Linked DNA regions of Mus musculus: all the other regions are linked to region 1. Evidence: chromatin contacts called from public Hi-C data. All regions are on one chromosome and are shown on one strand. The core of a region is the stretch at or near the end of the contact, and the rest is flanking DNA. Distances in the headings are between cores, read along the strand shown. Region 1 has its middle 73 kb from the start of 4930554I06Rik. Region 2 overlaps Gda (guanine deaminase). Region 3 has its middle 58 kb from the start of Zfand5.

Region 1 (2,906 bases), core at 253-2,752:
TGTCATTGTACATTTGAGAACACAGGTGTGATTTTATGTCTTAACAGAGTAAGGATCTTCAATGGAAAGGCCAAAAGGAGCAGGGCTCCGGGTGGAGCGGGGAGGACACGATGAAAATATTGTGCTGAGCATTGCTTTAGTATTTTCTCCTGGCTCGGTCCATAAGTTCAGGGACTTTAGAGAAACAGCCACAAACCCTGTCCTCAGTCCTTGTTCTGGGGTCTTGTCCCATCCCCCAAAGGCCAGCTGATGTGCACTGTTCACTGTTGTGTCATCCTGGCTACCACACTCTGTGAAGGAAAGAGGCCTGTGGAGTTATTCTCTCCCAGTCATACATTATGTCTTTGGCCTTTGAAGGCAAAGTAAACAGTGGCCATTCTTATTAAAGAAACAAAATTTCTCTGCTACTAAAGGAACAGTGCTATAATACAATGTAAAATGCAGATTCTTTTCCATATGACAATGTTATGTTTCATTTTATCCTTTGTCTCCAGCAGTTGCCCAATAGTACCTTTTACCCAGTGGAAAGAGCCTGGTTAATAAAATCCTATCCCTTTAAAAGTGAAAGACCTCTTTTTAGGACATGACAGTCCTGATCTCTGACTTCTTGCCAGAAAGACCAAATGAATTTAATGTCTTATTTTTGTGGGGATTTTTTTTTGTCAGTGCTAGAGTAATAGCTTTATTATTCTAATAACCAAATAACACTCTAATAAGCTAAATAACAACCCTAGTGTTCACAATGCTGGTCCAACTCCACCATTTCTACCAGTAAGCCTTAGTAAAGCCCATCTAAAGGAAGATGAGGTTTGGGGGACTTTATCTAGAGGAAGCTGTTCTTTCCTGTACATTTTTTCTATGTCTCATGTGAGCATGGACTTCACAGCGGCTCTGTCCAGTACACTTGTGGGTTCCAAACTGCCTGACCCCTCATAACCACTTGCTTCCCTACTAAGAACAATCTCTTGTCTTGTAGCTGTTGACTATTGGGAGAGACAAATGTTTACGTTCTAAGTCATAAGTGGAAGGTGCTTCATTCCCCAAGTCATTATTAGCAAAGGTGCCTTTTCTACATAGATAAGTTAAAAAGAGAAGGGGACAGAATTCTTCTTGTAGGTTTCTCACCCGAGGAGTGCGCAGTGGCTGCAACAGCTGCAAAATGCCTGGAGGTTGATTTTTCTAAGGAAAGGGTGGTAGAAAGTATAAAAGAAGGCCAAGGTGAAATTCAGTGTCACATCAGATGCTAGGCAGAGGGAGGAAGGTGAGCAGAGGTAAGCCACCACAAGGGTCATTTCAGCATCGCTCTCTACAGCTGTGGTTTCTCTAGTTCTTCAGTGTCACTCTGTCATTGAAGGCTGGGCACAGATGCATCCTGGAGGGTTGAAGAGGAGAAGGGGAGGAGGAGCTTGTCTTTAGGGGCAATACCAGTAACAGTTCCTGCTCCTGCAGTAGCCTGAGTCAGCTTTGTGTGATTACTCAATACGGCACTTACTACACACTGGGAATCAGCACATGTTTATTCCCTCCAGAGCTGGGTTTAGCAGAACATCAAGCAGTGGACTGTGGGGAACCATAAGAGCTTGAGGGTATAGATTACCTGAAGTGATCTAATAACCAAAGGGGATTGAGACATGAGACCAAAATATTCTGCAACTCTGTTCCTTGTAAAGAAAAGGGATGTGAGCAAAGATGTCAGTGCTGGGAAAACAAAACCTTAAAGTCTATTCTGAACTTTAAGCCAGTGACTTGCTGCCCGCTGTGCGGTTGGGTTGTGTCACCCTCAAAAGACACATGGAAGTTCTCACTATATAAGAATATGACCTTATTTGGGAGTATAGTCATAGGGAAGTAATAAAGCTAAAATGAAGTCATTTTTTCTAGTGTCCTTACAAAAATAGAAACTCGGGTATAGAGACAGAGACAAATATATACAATGTAAAGACACTCAGGGAAGGATATTTGATGTCACAGAGCACCAATGCTTGCCAGCCATCACCAGAGATGAGAAAAGACAAGGAAGGGATTTTCTGTAGAGATATCAGAGAGAGTTCTGCCAATGTTTGGAACATCCTACATCTAGCTCCATGAGATAAACATATCCCTGTTGTTTATTTAAATCATTGTATGATACTTGTTATAGCAATGTGTAAAACTAATACAGCTTCAGAAATCTAATTATAACAATAAATCTGTTTACCAGTCATTTGTAATGTGCATAGTATGTGCCAAAAGCTGTATTTATGTTTTCAGAGTTGATCCTCATAAAAATCTTTCCGAGAAGAGATTTCTGTTGGGAAAGATGGACCGCACACATTTCAGAATCAGCATGGGTGAATTGCCCATAGATTTCTCAAGGCGGACCTCAAAGAGCTGGGTTCTTGCATGAGATGGTAAGGCCATTTCATTGTACCCATCAGTTGCTCAATTCACTTCAAAACTGGAAATGTGACTTTTGGCCTGAGAGGCCATATTGTTAAAAGTGATTGTCATGAGTAACCAAACCAACTGGACTGGCTAACAATGCACTATTGATTCAAGGTTCTTTAACTATCCTGCACTGAGTGCTTCAGGCAGGGACTGGCTTAGAGAGCCAGCTGGTGGTTCCAGGTTCCCCAGGATAAACGCTTCTCGCTAAATCATTTAGCAAGAGTGAAATGTCAGGGCTACAAAACAGAGCCCCACTGAGAAGGGAAAGCATTCTAAACTGCCAATCAGAGGGCTTATTAAACAGTAGCTGGGCTGTGAGGGAAGTCTAATAAAGACTGGAGCACCGTGGATAAGCCAACAATTATCATGATATTTGAGGATAGCTATCTGAAGATTTCACAGGCCAACCAAAATAGAAGCACCTACTTTAAGCTTCATAGCACACTATCTTTGGCCTTGTAACTCTATCTTGTCTTTAG
Region 2 (2,906 bases), core at 173-2,672, 410 kb before region 1:
TGGAGAGATCCTGAAAGATCACTGAGTACAGCTGTGAAGATGAAGCCTCAGTTGTACTTGAGACCGCAGGGTATAGGGGGATGCCAGAACTATCGGACATATACAAACGAGAACAGCGGGCTGAGTAGATCTAGCCTGAGAAAGCGCTTATTCTTCAGAAGGCAGGGCTGAAGGAGTAAGGCTGCCTGAGTTTGTGCAGGCCAGTTAACTCCATTGCAAGCCTTAGATGTTAGATACAGAGCTGTGGGTGCTGATGTGTTGATCACCCTTTGCTGTGTTCCAATCCTTTCTTTTTAGAAACAGGAAGGTTTATTCTGTGCCATTATATGTTGGGAGTCTAAAGCATGGCTTTGTTTCCATAGGCACTCGGAGCTAAGAGACTTCAGGTTTTTTTGTTTTGTTTGAGGTGGGGGGTGGGGGGGCGGGGAGTTGAGAGACTTCAGGTTTTTAAAATTGGAAGTTTTAAGACCACGGGGACTTTTAAAAAGTGGACTGTGTTATTTGTTGTCTTAGTTAGGGTTTTACTACTGTGAACAGACACCGTGACCAAGGCAAGTCTTATAAAAACAACATTTATTTGGGGCTGATTTACAGGTTCAGAGGTTCAGTCCATTATCATCAAGATGGGAGCATGGCAGTATCTAGGCAGGCATGGCACAGGCAGAGATGAGAGTTCTACCTCTTCATCCAAAGGCTGCTAGTGGAAGACTGACTTCCAGGCAGCTAGGGGTGAGGATTTTAAGCCCACACCCACAGTGACACACCTACTCCAACCAGGTCACACCTATTCCAAGAAGGCCAAACCTCAAAATGGTGCCACTCCCTGGCCCAAGAATATACAAACCATCACATATGTTATGAGACAAACACAAGGCTTTTGGGACCATGGGTGGAAGGTTATGGCTTAAAGGGACATGTTTGTGTGCAAAGTTGACAAGAGGTAAAGTTGTGGTGTTTAAAGTCTCTACCTGATACCATTCAGAATCTCTGGGGATGAAAATCTCAATGAAGGATTGTCTAGACTAAATTGGCCTGTGTGCCTGTCTGTGGTGGACTGTGTCAATTACATTAATTGAGATGGGAAGAACCACTCAGTGTGGGTGGTCCTAATCCCTAGTCAGGGGATGCTGAAATGCGTTATCCTGGAGAAAGAGATTGAGTGCAAACAAGCCTGTTTGTATTCTTTGTTCTCTGTTTCTGATCATAGATATAATGTAACCAGCTCCCTCCGGCTCCAGCTACTATGACTCCCTACTGTGGCAGACTGTCTATGTGCTAGTAATTTTTTTTTTAAATCCACTTGACAGAATATCGAGTCATCTGTGAAAAGGGAAACCTCAACTGAGAAAGTGTTTCCAGCAGATTAGCCCATAGGCTAGTCTGTGGGGGATATTTTGGTTAATGACTGATAGGGGACGGCCTAACTCAATGTAGGAAGTACCACCTCTGAGCAGGTGGTCCTGAGTTTTACAGGAAATCAGGCTGAACAAAGCATGGTAGATAAACCAGCAAGCAGCATTCTGCTGTAATCTCAGTGTCAGTTGTGGTTGTTCTTATAATAGTTAATTAATAAATTCAACATTCCAGATGCTGCTCCCCCCCCCCGTCTCTCCCTCACAGAGTCCTTTCCCCTCATGCCCCCTCCCTTTCTCCTCTGAGAGAGTGGGGTGTAGCCCCCTAGGTTTCTCCCCACTCTGGCACATTGAGTCTCAGCTTGATTGAGCACATCTTCTCCTACCAAGGCCAGACAAGGTAGCCATGAAGCCTGAGCTGCCTACCTGTTACTTATGTGCCAGGGGACTCGTTCCAATCCTTGTATGCCCTTTGGTGGGCAGCCTAAACTTCTGAGAGCTCCCAGGAGTGGAGGTTTGTTGACTCTTGGTCTTCCTGTGAGGTTACCATCTCCTTCAGGGCCTTCCATCCTTCCCCAATCTTTTCTGAAAGTGTTTTTGACCTCCATCTAATGTTGGGCTGTGTGTATCTGCATCTGTTTCAGTCCACTGCTGGGTAGAGCCTGTCAGAGGTCAGTTATGCTAGGCTCCTGTCTCCGTGCATAACAGAATATTATTAATAATGCTAAGAATGGTCTGCTTATGCTCCTGCCTTGGCTTCTGTCAGTGGCAGACAATGATCAGATATAAGCCAAAGAAACCCTTTCTTCCCCAAGTTGGTTTTGGTCAGTGTTTTATCACAATGAAATAAGACAAACTATAAGTTTGGTTCATGCTTTAAGTCAGCTGACTTCTCTCACGTTGATTTCATCAGAGTATTTCATCACAATGACAAGAAACTAAGACATTCTTCCCATCGAAATCCTTCATTGCACCCGTTCTAAACATTGGTGACAAAGCCTTACATAATCATAACCACAAAGATTAGGAAATTAACGTTGGTGTAATTCTGCTACACAACGAGATCCCCTTCGAGCCTTCCTCATGGTCTCAATAATGTCCTTAAATGTCCCTTCCTCCCTCTGGTGCAGAATTGGCTCCAAAATCCCAAGTCCCACTTGTGTGCCACACTTCACTTGCCTTTCACCTGGGGCAAGTTTTGGTCTTTCTTCATAGTTTATGTGCCAGATACTTTTCAAGAATAAGAACTCTTACACTGACCCTCAGGTTAGTTTGCATGTTTCCTCGTGATGAGCTTCAGATGATACATGTGAGAAGGAATGTCAGAATCAATGTGGCGTTCCCAGTGCGTCATGTCAGAAGGTGGTGGTGTGTCCTGCTATTGTCGATGATGATGTTAGCAATGTGGGTGGTCTTTGCCATGTTTCTTCACTGTGAAGCTATTATTTTCTTTGTAAAATAAGTGTTATGGGAAGGTTCTTCTTTGATAATTATTTGAGTATCCTGCTGTGCAACCAAATCTCAGATCCAGGTTTTAGCATTTAGTTTTATAAT
Region 3 (2,906 bases), core at 110-2,609, 300 kb before region 1:
AAGAGGAGAAGCACACTCCCAGAAGAACTCGGAGAGATGACAGCAACGTAAAGCAAGAAGCTCTAGATTTATAATTAGCTCTTCTACTTAGGAGCCCTGTGGACCTGTGCCATTTACCTAACCACTCTGAGCCTCTGTTAACATTTGAAGTGTGGTAATGACAGTCATGGTACCCACTGGGAAGGTCATGGAAAAGATCCCACTGGGAAAATGGCACAGGACATCTTGTACCTGTAATAAATCTTTACAGAAATCTCTACCGTCCTTTCCATGGGCCTAAAGGTGATAATAAAGGGGAGAGAGGGGCTTAAATATTTGCAAACTTATTTACTCTACAGTACTCTATGAACATCCTGTGTTCCCCAGCCTTCCTGCTAAGAATTAGAGTGTTCATCCAAATGCTTAAATGATGACAAATATTTAATTGTCATGCTTGGAGTTAGCATGTGGCATGTAAATAAATGTGCAAATAAATGGTAGTGAGCCTGTATGTGTGTTTCTGGCACTTAAGCTCTTTGTCCTGCTCTAACAGCATATTTACAAAACACCTATTTATTTCATAAGACTCTGGAGGCTGGGAAGCTCAAGGTCAAGTGGCCATCACGTTCTGTCTCTGGTGAGGACCTGTGTGTGGATTTTCTTTGGACCCCCTTGCTATATAGTCATACCATGGATAGGGACAAGAAAACTCTCTGAGGATTCGGAGGCCTTATTTTTTTTTTTAAAGATTTATTATTCATTTAGTGTGTGTGTGTGTGTGTGTGTGTGTGTGTGTGTGTGTTTGTGTGTGTTAGGCGAATAGTTGCCCAAGCAGGCAGTGAAAAAGTATAAGATCCTCTTGAGCAAGAGCTTCAGGTGGCTGTGAGCTGCTTGGCATGGGTCCTCGGAACTGAACCTAGGTCCTTTGGAGGAGGAGCAATTCTTCTGAATTGCTGGGCCATCGCTCTAGCCCCTGCTAGGACTCTTCTGTAAGGACTCGGATCCCACTCAGGAGAGCTCCACTTTTGTGTGCTCATCACCTCCCAAAGGCTGGCCACTTATTAGAGTAGTGTATTCTGAGGTGACACACACACTCAGACCATAGCAGCACAGGTTGGCGGTGTTCCAAAGGATAAGGAATTACTTATTAGCAGTCCACAGTCATTGAAAGTTCACTTGGAGTTTGAAATATGGTACAGCTTGCTCTGTATTCTCAGTATTGGGCCAGGAAACAACTACCATTTTTAACCTGAGAGAAAACTGGAATTAGGAGGGGTAACACATTCTATTTGCTGTTGCCCAAAAAGTGATTGGCAGATTGGGCTCTTCAGGGTCCAATAGTCTGCTTGCAAGGGTACTGAGCCAGGATTTTGTGTGGTAAAGGTTAGAGGTGGACAGGAGCTGTAAAGGTCGCAGCAGTAAAGGTCTTCCTTAGGCCACCTCCCACACCATGTTTATAATGTCATGGGTCCTCTCTAAATAAGACCCTCAGGATGAGACTAATTACTTGGGTGTAGAGAGTATAAGCCTCCTCTTAAGTTTTTCAGGACAAGCCCCGAAGAGAGAGAGAGAATGAGAGAGAGAGAAAGAGAGAGAGAATGAATTGGGGAGGGGACATGGGGGTAGGTTCACACAAATTCTTTCACTTGTGGACAAACACTCGGTTAATTCAGAGCAGGGGACAGTTTTTCAGGGAACCTAGAAAGCGATGCCTTAAAAAGCTGTCTGCCTTGTTTTGTTTTGTTCTGTTTTGTTCCCTCTCTCCTCTCACCTGTTTGCCCTGGGAGATGAAATAGTTTTGGTCCGCAAGCTGTCGCCAGGGAATGGAGCAAGACTTTGTGTAATAAACAAGAACACCTGCCAGGGCCCCCAGCGAGTCGCCAGACTGCCAAGGAAACCTGGCCTGGTGACAAGGTCCATTCAACATGACAGGGGTCATTGAAGAGTCTGGCTACTTGCTGGGGCCTTGGCAGAACACCTATCCCAGTTCCATGAGGGACAAATGTGGCCTCCCTGTGCTGAGCCCTGCAGATCCTCTGAATATCACCAGCCTGAGTGGTTCAGAACCTAAGAGAATAAGAAGAAAGAGAAAGAGAGAGAGAGAGAGAGAGACAGAGACAGAGAGACAGAGACAGAGAGACAGAGACAGAGATTGAGAGTTTTCATATGTGCCAAGCACTTGTGACAGCTCTATAGGAAAAAAATATATATGTATCTAGGGCCTTCATCACATTCCCAAGGATCCAGAACTCTGACAAGAGAACCACATGCAACATGTCCTGGCCTTCTAGAGAAGAACAGCTGGCTCCCAGCTTTTACATCTGGAGCAGTAAGGCTAAGGGTGTCGACCTGCCATCCTCTTATGAAACCAAGGCATTTATGAGACCACAATATGGGATTGTAAAGTTTAGCTCTAACCTCCACCCTTTTCTAATCTACGCCTAATCCTTCTTAAACCTTGCCTGGCCCTGGCCACTAGGAACCACTGCCAGTCAACACCAAGGGAGCCGCTGCTTATTCATCTGAGGTCTAAACCCACTGCTCCGGAGCCACAGAAATCAAAGGGTGCTGGAACGGCCACCTGCTGATGAACGGTAAACAACAGGGTTGTCAGGACCCACTGGGCCCAGGGTTGGACCACAATCCCTCTGTAATGCCAGCTCACAGAAGGTCAGGGCTCCTCCTTGGGAGATGGCTGGAGACATGCGCAGATGCTTCATGCAAGTAGCTGGGAATGTAGACACAGCTGCTCCTTTTGGGTCCCTTTTCCTGGCTGTCCTTTCAAACCACAATAGGGCCCTGGTGACAGTGCTCCATGCCAGACAGCCCCTCAGCCAGTTTAGATTGTTTGAACAGCACTTTCCAGATTATTCGGCGAGAAGCCTCCGATGTGCGTGGATGAGGCCGAGCAGAACACATGGTCTGAC

What was found. Hi-C and Micro-C count contacts between places; a contact is called where the count stands out from the background.
Region 2: a Hi-C map of granulocyte-monocyte progenitors shows a contact between it and region 1, with 4 times the contacts expected there. The contact joins two enhancer-like sites. A contact is called at or near these places in 2 of 484 Hi-C or Micro-C datasets (granulocyte-monocyte progenitors and macrophages).
Region 3: a Hi-C map of liver shows a contact between it and region 1, with 3 times the contacts expected there. The contact joins two enhancer-like sites. A contact is called at or near these places in 1 of 39 promoter capture datasets (liver), 2 of 15 datasets of contacts at CTCF or cohesin (the NIH/3T3 cell line and large pre-B cells), 6 of 484 Hi-C or Micro-C datasets (the G1E-ER4 cell line, the MNK3 cell line, liver and 1 more), 7 of 115 datasets of contacts at active chromatin or transcription factors (acute myeloid leukemia, bone marrow-derived macrophages, differentiating embryonic stem cells and 3 more) and 1 of 9 other capture datasets (embryonic stem cells).

Annotation. Positions count from the first base shown.
Region 1 is chr19:21,030,702-21,033,607 of GRCm38.p6, reverse strand. It overlaps a transcript of Tmc1 not described here. Among named protein-coding and RNA genes, the nearest start is that of 4930554I06Rik, 73 kb to the left of the region's middle. Within about 2 kb of position 1,502, at least 98 of the 459 cell types and tissues checked have an H3K27ac peak or open chromatin away from gene starts, as enhancers often do. A contact at or near this core is called in granulocyte-monocyte progenitors, liver and macrophages, where this site is marked.
Region 2 is chr19:21,440,472-21,443,377 of GRCm38.p6, reverse strand. The region is part of intron 1 of Gda (guanine deaminase); the gene reads left to right. Among named protein-coding and RNA genes, the nearest start is that of Gda, 31 kb to the left of the region's middle. Within about 2 kb of position 1,422, at least 42 of the 459 cell types and tissues checked have an H3K27ac peak or open chromatin away from gene starts, as enhancers often do. A contact at or near this core is called in granulocyte-monocyte progenitors and macrophages, where this site is marked.
Region 3 is chr19:21,328,929-21,331,834 of GRCm38.p6, reverse strand. No RefSeq gene overlaps it. Among named protein-coding and RNA genes, the nearest start is that of Zfand5, 58 kb to the right of the region's middle. Within about 2 kb of position 1,359, at least 17 of the 459 cell types and tissues checked have an H3K27ac peak or open chromatin away from gene starts, as enhancers often do. A contact at or near this core is called in liver, where this site is marked.